Regions from separate parts of the Sus scrofa genome. Here region 2 is linked to region 1. Evidence: chromatin contacts called from public promoter capture Hi-C data. All regions are on one chromosome and are shown on one strand. Each heading gives the region's core, a stretch centred on a gene start, on an enhancer-like site or on the middle of the called end of the contact. The rest is flanking DNA. Distances are from core to core; before and after follow the strand shown.

Evidence for each region. Promoter capture Hi-C pulls out the DNA fragments that hold promoters and counts their contacts.
Region 2: a contact with region 1 is called in a promoter capture Hi-C map of liver, with 4 times the contacts expected there. The contact joins the promoter of TSNAX here to the promoter of C14H1orf131 in region 1. A contact is called at or near these places in 1 of 5 promoter capture datasets (liver), 2 of 47 Hi-C or Micro-C datasets (heart right ventricle and liver) and 1 of 2 datasets of contacts at active chromatin or transcription factors (alveolar macrophages).

The regions. Positions count from the first base shown.
Region 1 is chr14:59,238,807-59,241,643 of Sscrofa11.1, reverse strand. It overlaps C14H1orf131, which reads right to left and starts at 1,301. Exons shown (of 7, transcript XM_001925586.5): 1 at 983-1,301. The coding sequence starts at 1,301. It overlaps GNPAT (glyceronephosphate O-acyltransferase), which reads left to right and starts at 1,341. Exons shown (of 16, transcript NM_001185140.1): 1 at 1,341-1,418. The coding sequence starts at 1,341.
Region 2 is chr14:59,057,045-59,059,744 of Sscrofa11.1, reverse strand. TSNAX (translin associated factor X) reads left to right here and starts at 1,445. Exons shown (of 6, transcript NM_001243607.2): 1 at 1,445-1,574; 2 at 1,982-2,086. The coding sequence starts at 1,559.

The DNA of each region.
Region 1 (2,837 bases), core at 52-2,551:
CACAGCTCACGGCAACGCCGGATCCTTAACCCACTGAGTGAGGCCAGGGATCAAACCCACAACCTCATGGTTCCTAGTCCAATTCATTTCCACTGCACCAAGACAGGAACGCCTGTTTTGTAGTAATGGTCTTAATGGCAATATCTGTTTCCTAGGATTGCTGTGGAAATTAAATGAGTAAATACATGAAAAACATGGAGTATATGGTAAATGCGCAATACTTTTGAAGCTATTATTCCCACTGATTAATGAGCTTAGAATTTTGAGCCCCAAAATAAACTAGTAAGATCACACTACAAATTGAAGAAACATGTTTGGCTTTTAAAGGCACTTTTCCCTTAAGATTACCTGTGGTGCAGGAACAAGTGATGTCACCTTCCCTGGGGCAAGTTCTTCAGAGTGTGCGGAACTTCTAACTGAAGTGCCAAGCGCATATATATTCAGTGGTAAGCCTTTTTATTTTTCTCTTCCCCAATCAAGATAAAGGAGAGCATAAGTCCGCCAACTTATGGGTGAAAGGTCGTGAAAAGCTTCATGTGCAAACGATGGCAGGGAACACCAAAGGATGAGGCCCTCAGGACAAGGTGGCATCATGCCCCAGGGTTAGGCGGGTCTGTGGGGTGGCGTGGGGGAAAGGGGGCTTCCCAGAAGTCCGGAATAAGTGAAAAAGATGCTATTTCGAGAGCCCAAGGTTCTGTGGACATCTCCCCGTTAGGTCCGAAAGGTCTGGCGCTTCCCACAAGCAAGCGGATTGGTCCCCACACTCAGGGACGAGTTGGGAGGTTTGATTCATAAAGACAACTCAACAGAGCCGGGTCGTGGGGGAAGGAGAAGGGTGATCTCAGACGGACCCACTGTCGGAACCAGTTTGGAGGAGCTGATCTTTAGCTTGAGAGAGGGCGCCGGCCCAATTCGGTGCGCACTGGAGACCCTCGGCTTCTCAAGTTCGCTCTCCACGTGGGTTCCGAGGCCCCGCACTCACCAAAATCGTAGAGGTTCTGGAGCAGAGCATCCAGCAGGGTCTGAGAGCCGGGAGACGCGGGGGTGGGTAGGCCCGGATCCTGCGCCATCGTGGGGCCGGCCACGAGGAAGGAGCCCCGGACTCGCGCCGTGCGGCGCCCAGCTTCCGGGGTCTGACGAGCTGCGCGCGCGCCACAAGTCCCCGCGCGGCTTCCGTCCTGGCTAAGATGGCGGCGCCCGGGGTGTCTTGGAGCGGCCGCAGAGGGTGCTGCCGCCCGAGGCGAGGTCGGGCCGCCCCGCGCGGAAGAACCGCCCCCAGCGGCAGTAGCACCACCGTCTAGCTAAGAATTCCAGTTCACGCCCGGAACTGCAGCTGCAGTATGGATTCTTCCAGTTCATCCAACTCTTGTTTCTCCGTTGGCTCCACCAGTCCCGGCGCTGTCTTGCTCCTCTACTCGGTAGGTACCCAGAGTAGCACAAGGTCCCGGGCGGGGCCGCGAGAGACGACCCCTCCCTCCTCCCGTTCCCGACTGCCTCGGGGCTGCGACCCCCTAGCCCAAAAGAGTGGGTCCAGAGACCCCCTGGAGGGGTTAGGTGGTTCATTTGGTTTCCAAGGCAACGGTGTATCGCCGCGTGTGTGATGTCAATGTGCTTTTAGAAGTTTCTCCCGGTGATGGTTCCTCTGGTTCCTTTCCACTCGTTCCTTCCCTTTCACTCCGCCCGGCGCTGGGCCTTCAGAAGCACCTGACCCACGGACGAGAGGAGGGATCTGGGGTCTCTCCGTCTGCAGCCCGGGCGCGTCGGGCTACCTTCTGGGCAAACGTGAGAAGCCTGCAGTCTGACTCCGCCTCAGCTAGCCAGTGGCTGTCCAAGCCGCTCTTTTGTGGCTGTGATATTCCCGGGAGGAAAAGTATTTGGCTTGAGGGTGGGCATCGACATTCTTTATGTTTTTAACCTAAGAAGATTTGGAACTTCTGGAAATTTCTATCGTGTTTTTGTCTTCCATCCTCATTGCACTTTTTCTACAAGTCGTTTTGGAAGACAACTAATGCCACCCAGTCTATCTACAATTTGTCCTTTCACCACCCACCCCAATCCCCTTTCCTGACTTTAGCCGGCCTTTTTTTGTTTGTTTTGTTTTTTTGTTTTGTTTTGTTTTTAACCAACGGAATGTTGGTCATTCACAATTTTTGTAGAGAAATTCTTAAGTGGAAGCTTTGTAGCTCTCAGGATTTACAACCCTGGGCAACTGACTTTTTTTTGTTAAACCACTAAATTAGTTTTTATTTGCTTTAGGAGGAAATAAAAGAATGCACTTTAAAGGCATATTACCTTGTACTGGCTTAAATATAATGTTAATTTATGTAGGAAGGGGTAACAGGAAAACAAAAGAACAAGATAACCTAGTTTCTTTTTTTCTTTTCTTTTTGTTGGCCACAAGGAGCAATGGCTTGATATGAGATTTCAGTTCACAGACAGGGATTGAACCCCAACACAGCAGTGAAAGCACCAAGTCCTAGCCGTTAGATCACCAGAGAACTCCCAGCAAACCAGTTTCAAAAGAGAATATATAGAGAGTTCCTGTTGTGGCTCAGCAGTAACGAATCCAGCTAGTATCCATAAGGATGTGCATTGCATCCCTGGCCTCACTCAGTGGGTTAAGGATCCAGCATTGCCATGAGCTGTGGTGTAGGTTGCAGACATAGCTCAGATTACAGAGTTGCTGTGGCGTAGGCCGGCAGCCACAGCTCCGATTTGACCCCTACTAGCCTGGGAACTTCCATATGCTGCACTTGCGGCCCTAAAAAAAAAAAAAAAAGGCAGAGAATGTATATTCACGTGGCTGCTTAAAAATTGGGAACCCAGTATTCTTTGGA
Region 2 (2,700 bases), core at 196-2,695, 180 kb after region 1:
GCCGGCAGTTGTAACTCTGACTCAACCCCTACCTGGGAACCTCCATATGCCGTGGGTGTGGTCCTAAAAAGACCAAAAAAAAAAAAAATTACCTAGAGCAGAAAATTTTCCTATGACACAGGACTGTCAAGAGCTTGAATTTACTGCCATATGCTATCCAAATGGTTTCATTTACTGTTTTTTTTTCCCCTAAATTAAGGAGGAAAGACTGTATGTACAACACAGGACATTACGGGGGTTATTTGGGGAAAATGTAGTAAAAAAGTACTTGTGGTTTCCCTGCAAGCCCTGGGCCACACAACTAGTCAAGCCTCAGCCTGAGATTTTATCTAAAGAATGCTGGATTGCCACTCATTTGCCCATCTGGAAGATGGGAACGTCTGTTCACCGACAGTTAACGAGGCTTACAAGGGTGCTGTGCTAAGAACCTGTTGCGGTGGGCTGGACACAAAGTCTATAAAGACAGGGCAGTACCTGCCTACAATGAAATGCTCACAAGTTAGTGGAGCACACCTGCTATTATCATCACTGACCTCTCTCTTTTTGGAGAGCGATGGTGAGAGAAGGGTATCAAAATTTATATTTAGCGGAGTCTTCTGCGCCTCAATGGTAACTTATTTACTGGTCAAAGATCTTCCTAGGTGGGTCCTGCTTTCTCTCTTTTACAGATGAAACTAAGCTAGGGATGAAGTGCTTCCCCGAGGTCACACAACCACTCAGTGGCGGAGACCACCGTGAACGCGAGCTGTCTGGCTCCACGGTTCCCATAGAGGAGAAAGGCGGGAGGAGGCAGGAGGACGACGAGAATGGGAGAATGGGAGAGGGGCGAGGGGAGGAGTACACAGGGGCCCGTTTCCCTTCGTTAGAGAAAATGCCAGCAACGCCATCCACTTGTTGATTTGCACATTTCCATCACTTTAGCTGCCGGCGTCACTGCTAGGAATGGAAAACTGAAAGACTCCCCAACTCTTTAAGGTTTGGTTTGCTTCCCGAGAGGACATAGCCACAGGTGATGCGAATTGATGCCTTCTCTGTTCCCGGCGCCAGCCAGGCCGTCTGCGGCAACGAACTACAACCCCACCATGCACCGCGCGGTTCCGAGGGCCACGCCAAGGGAACAAGAGGGTGACCCAAAGGTGCCTTGAGGGGAAAAAAAAAAAAAAAATCACCTACATTTTCCTGGCTTTCCCACCTTCACGTTGACCTCACTCCCAGCACGGTCCGCCATATTTTTAAGTGAGCAGCTCATACAGAGAAGTGTGCCGAGTCTCTTCTGTCTTCAGGCATGACAGAGGGCAGGCTCGATGCCTGCGCGCGGGTGCGAGGTCCCCAGGCCAGGCGCGGGGCGGAGTCAGCAGCGGCTGGGCGGGGACGCAGACCGGAAATATGCGAGGGCAAGGGAGAAGCTTGAGTGGCTGCGGGCGCGCGCTTCCGGCCGGGGCGTCGACGTTGGCCGGCTGCGCAGGGCGCCGCTGCGGGCTCTTCGGCCACCACTTTACGCGTTCCGCTCGCCTCCAGGTTGCCAGTCTCGTCTCTTCTCGCCGTAGGCCGTGACGACATGAGCGGCAAAGAAGGTGGCGTCCTCGACAATTTGGGGCGTTATTTCTGTGTTTAGTCCAGGCTTCTGGTCACATTTCCCACTTCTCACCCTTGCGGGATGCCCTCTCACCCTGAAGGCTCGGGGCGGGGGTGCTGCCCTAGTGATTTTTGCGGCCACAGTGGCCTGTTTATGCCTCGTGTTTTCTTAAATTCTCGAGCCGTTTTTCATCTTAGTTCGATAGTTGCTCTGTAAGGAAGCCGTTAGTGGAGGCCCGGATGGTGAGCCTAAGGTTTGGGAGGACAAGGCAGGGTCCTTCTGCTGAGAAAGCCTCTCTGTGGATACCGGTTGTAGAGAAAGGAACGCGTTTGCCCGCTGTAAATTTTTGTCAGCTCTTGGTAATGGAAGAGCCCCGTCCAACCTTTTTTTCCTTCTCTATGTAAGGTTCAGGAGGGTTCAGGAAAAGGAAGCATGACAATTTCCCACATAACCAAAGAAGAGAAGGGAAGGATCTTAATTCATCTTCACCTGTGATGTTGGCCTTCAAATGTAAGTTCTCTGTCATGCAAGCTGGCGAAGGGAAGAGAACTAAAGAGCTTGTCACGAGGGTTACTTAGCCATGTCCTACACGTGAAAACAGCCGCCAGGAATTTTCCTGGAGGTGTTGGCGATGGTGCTAGGTCTGCCATGAAAGTTGAGATTACAAAAGTGTTGACTTTTTTTTTCCGCATTGCAGTTTCACAAGTAAACATTAGTTTACTAACATCAGACGTGCTACATAACGAAAAATTACTGAGTGATATGTAAATATATGTGTCAAGGGTGTGTGTATACATATATCTATTATGTATATATTTATGTTGGGTGTGTGTATATGTACCAACTGTATATGTGTATATCAGCGATGTGTGCATATACATCAGCTGTATGTGTACATATATTTAATTAATTTTAACGTGTTGGTTTTGTTTCCTTAGCTAGACTTTTGAAGACAGGGACTGGTTTTTTTTTTTGTTTTTTTGGTTTTTTTTGTCTTTTTGCCTTTTCTGGGGCCGCTCCCATGGCACATGGAGGTTCCCAGGCTAGGGGTCTAATCAGAGCTGTAGCTGCCGGCCTCCGCCACAGCCACAGCCACAGCAACGCGGGATCCAAGCCGCGTCTGC